Linked DNA regions of Sus scrofa: region 2 is linked to region 1. Evidence: chromatin contacts called from public HiChIP or PLAC-seq data. All regions are on one chromosome and are shown on one strand. The core of a region is the stretch at or near the end of the contact, and the rest is flanking DNA. Distances in the headings are between cores, read along the strand shown.

Region 1 (4,911 bases), core at 2,295-4,794:
CTCCTGGCCCCCGTCTGGCGCTTTTGCCGGGCCCAGTACTGATTGCTGATTGCTGCCCACTGGGTCCACCAGGCTTGTGTCCTGCCAGCTGCCCATCCTGAGGGGCATTCCACCATCCTTGGAACTGGCCCATTGGAAATTGTTCCCTAGAACCTCACCAACTAAGGGTCATGGAAGGGGCTGGAGATAGCTATGTGGGCTCCAGGGACCCTGCATGGAATCCCATCAACTTACCATGAAAGCCATTTCTGTTCCCTTTCTGTCCTCCTGATTCTGCCACAGGGAAGGCAAGATTCCACTTGAGGCCTGTGTGTCTGTATCATCTTCCTACTACATGTTCTTTTAAGAAACATAGAGCTGGGAGTTCCCTTCATGGCTTAGTGGTTAATGACCAGGATCCATGAGGATTCGGATTCAATCCCTGGCCTTGCTCGGTGGGTTAGAGATCTGGCGTTGCCATGAGCTGTGGTGTAGGTCGCAGAGGTGGCTCAGATCTGGCATTGCTGTAGCTGTGGTGCAGGCCAGCTGCTGTAGCTTCAATTCAACCCCTAGCCTGGGAAACTCTATATGCTGCAGGTGCAGCCATAAAAAGCACCAAAGAAAAAAAAAAAAAAAAAGAAAAGAAAAGAAAAAAAAAAAAAAAGAAACATAGAACAGACCCTAATGCCAAGCCAACACCAGCAGTAATTTCTGACTTTGTTTCACTTCTTTGTAGAATTTGCTGAGTATCTTCAATTTAACAGCAAGTGCCTTAGGTTGGGCTCCCCTAGAAGCAGATCTCTAAGAAAAATAATTCAAAGGCAAGTAACTTATTTGGGAGGTGATCCCAGAAAACACCAGTAGGGTGCGGGAAAGTGAGACTAGGAAGGGAGGGCTTCCAATGCAGAGAGTATCCACTGTGGGTAACCACTGTGGGCACCTGGGGCGCAACCTGCCGAGGAGCTGAGAAATGTTACAGCAGGTGCGGATAACCTCTGCGTTATCCACTGGGGGTGGGGCTGGGGCGGGGGTGCCAGCGGGCTGAGGAATGTGTACATCCTCTCCAGGCTGGGGGTCCAGTCGGAGCTCCAGCTGCTGGCCTACACCACAGCCACAGCAACGCCGGATCCTGCTGGCCTATACCACAGCTCACGGCAACGCCGGATCCTTAACCCGCTGAGCAAGGCCAGGGATGGAACCCGCAACCACATGGTTCCTAGTCGGATTCGTTTCTGTTGCGCCACAGCGGGAACTCCGACATACACATTTTAAAAGTGAGTTGACTTAAAGAAAAAGAGTAAATAGTGTATAGGGAAACTATGAATGCTCTGCCCATTTGGACGCAGAGCCGACCTGGGCCCAGAAGCCTCAGCCGGCCGAAGAATCCATCTAGAATTTCATAATTTTTTTGTGGTCGTTGCTGTGAAGGTTACTTTCCATCTATAGAAATGATTACTTGTTTTCTCTTTCTGGTAACAATGCAAAATTTCCTTTAAAAATCATTTGACACACACTACAATGAGAATGAGCCTCCAAAACATTATGCTAAGCAAAGGAATTCAGACACTGAAGGTCACCTATTCTAAGATCCCCTTTCTATGAGATACCCAGAGTAGATAAAGCTTAGAGACAGAAGGCAGATCGGTGGTTGCTGGGTGCTGGGGTAGAGCGACTGCTTAGTGGGTATGGGGGTCTCCTTTTGGGGTAATGAAAATGTTTTGCAACTAGTCAGAGGTGGTGGTTGCACAACGTTGCACATACCATTGTGCATACCAAATGCCACTGAATTGTTCACTTTGAAATGGTTAATTTGATGTTATGTGAATTTCACCCCAGTAAATTATTTTTTAAAAACCGACCAAGCAAACAAAAAATCAATTAACTTAATAAAAAGTATGCATGGCTTTAAAGATGATTTTAAGTGTGGTTTGGGAGAACTGGCTGAGAGGACCAGTCTCACCTTTAGGCCCTGGTTCATGCCTGGAATGCTCATCCGTGGAATCCTGCCCATTCCTGGGAACCATGGAATCCTGCCCGTTCCTGGGAACCCAGGCTTAGTCTCAGCTCTGCAGGAAGCCCTCCCTGATTACATAGGCCCACTGGGTGACCAGAGCGGTCAGGTGGGCCCAGTCCTGCAGCTCTTCAGACCCCGGGGCAAAACTTTTGGTGGAGGGGACTCTCTTAACTTTGGACACATTGCTTAACCTCCCCAAAGGGGCCCCAGTTTCCTCATCTGTAAAATGGGGCTTCATGATCATTCTTATCTCACAAGGCAGAGTGGGTGCCCTTGATGCACACCTGGCTTTGAGCACTCATCAACACCATGTTAATTTATTCGCCTCTCGTTTCCTGGACTGTAAAAAAGGCTCAGCCTTCACGATCGCTTTGTCCACACTTCCCACACAGGGCTCACGCAGTGGGTCCCCAAGAAGGACGTGTTGACTCTCGCTCAAGGGAATTCCTGAAATCATGCCTCTTCTCTCCACCTTCACTGTCCGCACCCTGTCCAGCCTCTTTCATCACTCACCTGGACCATTGCCGTTCACCTGGCTTCTGTCCTATACTCCCCCCCGCCCCCAGTCATTCTCTGCACGCAGCCAGAGGGACCTCATTAGAACCCTAAGTCGGATCTGTCCCCGCTCAGAGCCTGCCCAAGGCTCCCACCTCACTCAGAGAAAAAGCTGAAGTTCTCCACGTGGCCCACAAGGTCCTGCATGATCTGCGTCCCACTCTCCCCACCCCCGCTATCACCTCTCCGCTCTCATCTCCCACACTGTCCCCCTCTGGGCTGCAACCACAAGTCTCCTCTTGGTTGCTCAGGTCTCCGCCTCTGGACCTTTGCATCTGCTGTTCCCTTTACCGAGGACACTCTTCCCCAGACATCACCCACTGCGTGTTTCCTCCCCTCCTTCAGGCCTTGGCCCAAATATCCCCTGTTCAGGTTTCCCCTGGCTTCCCAGGCCTCACTGGGCTCCGAAGCTCTCTTCCTCCCTTAAGGAAGGCCCTTGGCGGGGGTCCTGGGTCCCGCTCTGCATCTTGGGAGAGGAGTGGCTCCCAAGCCTCTTTCTGGACTTGGGGGCCAGAGTCAGCTGTGGAGACAGGCAGCACTCAACTGTGCCTGGCGCAGAGGACTCTGCCCACGCCCCCATGGGAGGCGCCCGGCCTGGCTGACACGGGCTTCCAGGGTACAGGTGGGAAAGTCCCATGTCCTCCTCCACTTACCTGACTTGAGCTGACTCAGACCCTCACCCCTGGCCAGAGGGAGCCATGGCGGCCCCGCCCGGCCCCTTGATGGGAAACAGGGCTGCTAGGGCCTGGCTGGGCCAAACACTGACTCACCTCACCCCACCCAGCCTCTGCCACTGGAAGTCACACCTCCTTCTGGCCAAAGACGCTCCAGCTTTGCTCCCAGGGAGCTTTCCCTTCTCTGCCCAAGCTGTGCCTTTCCTGGCAGTGCCCTTCTGCCTGAGGCCTTCTGTTCCTTCGAGTCAGGCCTGAAGACCACCTTCCTCTGGGTAATGTCAGGATTCCTTTGGCCAGAAGGGCAAAGTGGTCATGGGAGAGGTGACAATAACAACAATGATAGTAATGACAAGAAACTATTACATAATAACACCAGCAACTAGCTATGCTTACCATGTGCCAGGCACTTTACTAAACACTTTATTGTGTTAATTCATTCAACCCTCACGATAACCTTATGAGGTAGCGACTTTCATTTCTCCAAGACAGAGTAGTTAGTACCTAGCCCAAGGCAACCAGGGCTTTGACTCTAGGGAGTCTGGATGTCACCCCACTATTTTCATCCCCCAGACCTGGAGAGCCAAGTGGAGACCCCTGAAGCTAGAATCCAGGGAGCTGGGAGGGAGATAGCCTAAGTTCTGGGTTTTGTCTTAGCACCCTTTCCCCACAGTGGGAGCCAGCCCCTCTCATCAGGGTACAGGCTGGTTTTCGGTCCCTCTGTTGTGGTGACTCCTCAGAGTGCACTCTCTGGGCAATCCACCCACAGCAGCTGAAAGGGAACTTACACGTGCCAAACAGGGACCGTGGCCTGGACACTTAACCTGCCCAGCAACCTGGTGAAGTGGGGCCAGTTACTGGCATCCATTGTCTAGAGGAGGAGACTATGGTCCAGAGAATAACAGGATTTGCTCAAGGTCACAGAGCTAGGATATGGCAGAAGCTGAATTCAAACTCAGGACCGTTCCGACATCACAAGGCCAGAGTCCCTTCTAGTGAGTGGTGACATAACATCTCAGTGAAGAACAGGGCAGGGCCTGGATGTCAGAAAGAGCCAGAACTTCAGTTCATACTGCCCTCTCCCTCCATCTCGCCACTAACCTCCACTCACCTATCCATATACCATCTACCCACTCACTTATCCGCCATCCAGTCATCTGTCCACCCATTCTTCCATTATTCCGTCCCTTTCATCCACCCTCCAGCCAACCTTCCACACTTCCATCCACCTATCCTTCTATCCATTTTTCTACCCCTTCTGCCTTCTTTCTATCTGTCCTTCCATTCATCTGTCATCTTAAACATTATCTTATCCATCCATCTCCCATACAGTCTTCTATCCATCTATCCAACCATTCATCCACTCATCCATACATCTCACAAATATTTACTTAACTGATGGCTGCTGTGTCCAAGCCTTCAGATCACTGTGCCTTGAGCCACAAGAAACATGCCTAATTAGGTTTCTGTTTATTTGTTGTTCCAGGAAGGCTAATTGTGGGGTTTGTAAACAGTCCTTTGATGGCTGGAGAGTTACTTAAGAGGACAGTTAAATAAACAACCACTGGGTGGAAACAGTCAGTGCTGGTACACAGTGGGTCCAGAGCCATGACCTGCCTTGCACAGCAGGAGGAGGGCTAAGCTCCAGACAGTGCGGAGGCTTTGGGGTCAGAAAGGAACTCAGAATAATGA
Region 2 (4,331 bases), core at 194-2,693, 100 kb after region 1:
TTCCTTATTCTCTGTGTGACCTTAGAGGGGTATTTAACCACTCTGTGCCTTCGTTTCCCCATCTATGAATTGGGACATAGTCAAGACTCCTAGTTGTCCCTCAGTCTCCTCTTCTACTTCCATAGCAACAAACTTGTAGCTGAGCATAGGGCTGTCCCTATAAAGACTACATTTCCCAGCCTTCCTTTCAGTTAGGTGTGGCCAGGTGACCAAGTTTTGACCAATGGGGTGTAGCCTTAAGCTATGGATAACTTCCGGGTTGTACTTTAAAGGGAAGAAATATGCCGTTTCCCTTTTCCACTTCCCACTGGCTATAATGTGGATGTGGGGGTCAAGGCATGCTGTACCATGAGAAAACACTGTAGGGCGGGGAAAACAAGTTAGCAGCCTGGGCACAATGATATGGAGCTGCCACATCAGCCCCAGCCTAAGTTTGTTGTGAAAACGCAATGCACTGAGACATGTAAAGCACTGAACACAGCTCTTAGAACAAAATAAGCCCTCATGTGTAAGTATTTGTGGGTCTAATGCAGTGTTTTTCAACCAGGGGTGATTTCATGCCCTGGAGGACACGTAGTCATGTCTGGAGACACTTTTGATTGTTGGATGGGCATGGGAAACTGCTTCTGGCACATTGAGAGTAGAGGCCAGAGATGCCTCTAAACATCTTACAATGCACAGGACATTGTACCCCCCGTGCTCCCCCAAATGTTAATAGTCATGGTTGAGGAACCCTGGTCTAATGGGATGATGCCCACCAATTACCAAGTGCCCGGCGCAGTTTCGGGTAATAGGCAGCATTCTTTGATTTCCTCGTCTGAAAGGCGTCTCCGCGCCAGCACATCTTTATGTCACTCCCTGTCTCTGTCCACACAAGCCCATTCACGAGCAGGAGGATTTGCATCAAGGGGAAACCATAACCTCGTCACGTTTCTGCAGCTCACCCCTGCCATCTCTCACCCCTTCCAAGGCTGCGAGGGACATGTTCAAACAGTTCTGCCTTCCTCCTCACCCGCCCCCTTGCCAGCCAGGCCCATTTCCGGGTGGTGGGTGGAGGGCACTGTGCCATCCCAGTGCAGTCCAGTTTTCCCAGGCGGGGGAAGGAGGGCGGGTTTTTTTTTTTTTTTTTTGCTCCTGGAATGCACAGCCCACACCGTCAGGGCTGCCTGCCCGAGTAGACAGCTGAACGCTGATAAAGCCTTGTTCAGGACTGTTGAGGAAACTGCTTCCTAGAGAAAAATCCAGATTTCTCCTCTCCAGTTTCCCAGGATGTGGTGAGCCCCGGCCTCCTTGGATGGCAGGGCAGCCTTCCAGAAACTTCCATCCTGGCCACACAAAAACCAAGAGACTGGAGCAAAAGCTAACCCCTGAGGCACTCTGGGGATTCACTGAAAATTCAAGAGGAAGTGGTGCCCATGCTAATGTGTTCAGAGGCACTTCCTTCTGGGCTATTCTATTGGTCAGCTGTTATTTGTTTACTGAAATAGACACTGTGCCCTCCTGCTCACTGTCCAATGGCTCCTCTTTGCTGAGGGCTCCTTCTGGCCACCAGAGCCTATTAAGCCCATGCAGGACAGGCCTGAAGTGCCTGTGAGTTGACAGGCCTGAAGCAGCCCTCAACCAGCGACATGGGAGCTGGTGATTAAAAACCCATTTCCAGGAGTTCCCATCGTGGCGCAGCAGAAATGAATCCGACTAGGAACCATAAGGTTTCGGGTTGGATCCCTGGCCTCGCTCAGTGGGTTGAGGATCCGGCATTGCTGTGAGCTCTGGTGTAGGTCGCAGATGCAGCTTGGATCCTGCATTGCTGTGGCTCTGGCATAGGCCAGGAGCAACAGCTCCTATTAGACCCCTAGCCTGGGAACCTCCATATGCCACAGGTGCAGCCCTAAAAGGACAAAAGACAAAAAACAAACAAACAAACAAAACATTCCCACCCCTTGGGTGGGAATACTTTGCAGGCATGTCCTACACTGGTCCCAGTGCTCCCCAGTGGGAGCTCAAAAAGGTACCCTGCATCAGCTGCCTTCTCTTCTCTGTCTCATGTCCCCATTTTCTTACTTCCTGGGATCACCTCCCAAACAGTGAGAATTCTTGCTTCTGGGGTCCCTGGCCTGAGAACTACATGTACTATGAGTCATATCGACAGATACTTGGGGTTCAGAAGGGACATGGCTGCCCCCTCGGGGAACTCACAATCAAAAGCAAAACGCCACTCCAATAGTGGTGAAAAAGCAGAACTGCAAATAGCGATGAGAGCTGAGACTTAGTGTGGCCTCAAGGCCCTGCACAACCTGCCACCGCCTTAAGTTTCTGAGCTCACTTTTCCCCATGTGCTTCCAGCCGCAGTGGCCTCCTGGCTGTTTCTCAGTTATGCCGGGTATGTTCCTGCCCCAAGGCCTTTGCACTTGCTGCTCCCTCTCCCTCATCTTTTCCAGATCTTCCTATGGCTGGCTCCTTCTTGATGTGAATATTGATTCAGGAGTTTCCGTCGTGGCTCAGCAGTAATGAATCCGACTAGTATCCGTGAGGACATGGGTTTGATCCCTGGGCTTCCTCAGTGGGTTAAGGATCTGATGTTGCCATGAGCTGTGGTGTAGGTTGCAGACAAGGCTCGGATCCTGAGTTGCTGCCTCTGTGGTATAGGCCGGCAGCTGTGGCTCCTATTTGACCCCTAGCCTGGGAATTTCCATATGCCGTGAGTGTGGTACACCCGCCCCCAAAAAATATTGATTCAAACATCACCTCCTCAGAGAAGCCCCCACCAGGCACTCTCTTACCATGTCACCCTGTTTGTTTACTTCATACGTGTATCAATCTGAAGTTATGTTGTCTGTTTATTTGTTTATTGAATGATCCCCAAATGGTGAGCTCCATGAAAACAGGGGCTGTGTCCCCAGTGTCTGGAACAAATCCCAGAGCAGGGAAGGTGCTCTGTGGATGTTTGTTGGACAAGTATTTGAATGTTTAAGTGAAGGAAAAAAAACATGAATGAATGATGTAAGGACATTGACAGGGGGATTGAAGCTAGTCTGCAAAATCAGGGAAGACTTCCCTGAGGAGGTGACATTAAAGCTGAACTGTGAACGAGGAAGGGATATTAATTGGGCCAAAAGGGTAGAATGGCTACCTAGTCAGAGGACAAAGCACATGCAAGTACCCAGAGGCAAAACCCATAGGTCACTCCAGAGCTGTGCAGGGGAACAAACCAACTACAACTCTAGACTTTTCTTTTCCTGTTTGTTTTAATTGAGGTATAATTGATGTATAACATTATATTAATTTCAGGTATACAGTGTTTTTGATATTTATATATATTGTGAAATGATAACCAAAACAAGTTAACATCTGTCACTGCACAGTTAGACGCACTTTTTTTTTTTTTAAGATGAGCACTTTTAAGATCTGCTCTCAGAGTTCCCATCGTGGCTCAGTGGAAATGAATCTGACTACATCCATGAGGATGCAGGTTCAATCCCTGGCCTCACTCAGTGGGTTAAGGATCCGTTGTTGCCGTGAGCTGCGGTGTAGGTCACAGATGTGACTCAGATCTGATGTTGCTGTGGCTGTACCATAGGCCAGCGACTACAGCTCCGATTCAACCCCCGGCCTGGGAACCTCCATATGCCCTAGAAAGACAAAAAAAAAAAAAAAAAAAATCTACTCTCTCAGCAACTTTCAAATATTCAGTACAGTGTTATTAACTATAGTCGTCATGCTATACATTGTATCCCTTATCTATTCTATAACTGAAAATTTGTGTCTTTTGACCTCTTTTACACATTTTGCCCCCACCTCTGGCATCTCTGGCAACCACCAATCTGTTCTATCTATGAGTTAAGTTGTTTATGGAGTTCCTGTCGTGGCTCAGTGGTTAACGAATCCGACTAGGAACCATGAGATTACGGGTTCGATCTCTGGCCTTGCTCAGTGAGTTAAGGATCCGACGTTGCCATGAGTTGTGGTGTAGGTCGCAGACGCAGCTCAGATCACATGTTGTGTGGCGTAGGCCGGTGGCTACAGCTCTGATTCGACCCCTAGCCTGGGAACCTCCATATGCTGTGGGAGCGGCCCAAGAAATGGCAAAAAGACCAAAAAAAAAAAAAGGTGTTTTTGGTTTTGTATTTTTTTTAGATTTCATATATAAGTGAGATCATATGCTATTTGTCTTTCTCTGTCTGACTTATTTCACTTAGCATAATGCCTTCGATTTCCATATATATAGTCACAAATGGCAAGATTTCATTCTATTTTTATGGCTGAATAATATTTGTGTGTGTGTGTGTGTGTGTGTATACACACACACAAATCCACACTTTCTTTATCCATTC

Evidence for each region. HiChIP or PLAC-seq counts read pairs in DNA pulled down with a chosen protein or histone mark.
Region 2: an H3K27ac HiChIP or PLAC-seq map of alveolar macrophages shows a contact between it and region 1. The contact joins two enhancer-like sites. A contact is called at or near these places in 1 of 47 Hi-C or Micro-C datasets (embryonic fibroblasts) and 2 of 2 datasets of contacts at active chromatin or transcription factors (alveolar macrophages and skeletal muscle).

Annotation. Positions count from the first base shown.
Region 1 is chr17:51,844,172-51,849,082 of Sscrofa11.1, forward strand. All of the region lies in intron 1 of LOC110257431 (a long non-coding RNA gene), which reads left to right. Among named protein-coding and RNA genes, the nearest start is that of CEBPB, 120 kb to the left of the region's middle. Within about 2 kb of position 3,545, at least 12 of the 83 cell types and tissues checked have an H3K27ac peak or open chromatin away from gene starts, as enhancers often do. A contact at or near this core is called in alveolar macrophages, where this site is marked.
Region 2 is chr17:51,949,433-51,953,763 of Sscrofa11.1, forward strand. No RefSeq gene overlaps it. Among named protein-coding and RNA genes, the nearest start is that of PTPN1, 66 kb to the right of the region's middle. Within about 2 kb of position 1,444, at least 28 of the 83 cell types and tissues checked have an H3K27ac peak or open chromatin away from gene starts, as enhancers often do. A contact at or near this core is called in alveolar macrophages, where this site is marked.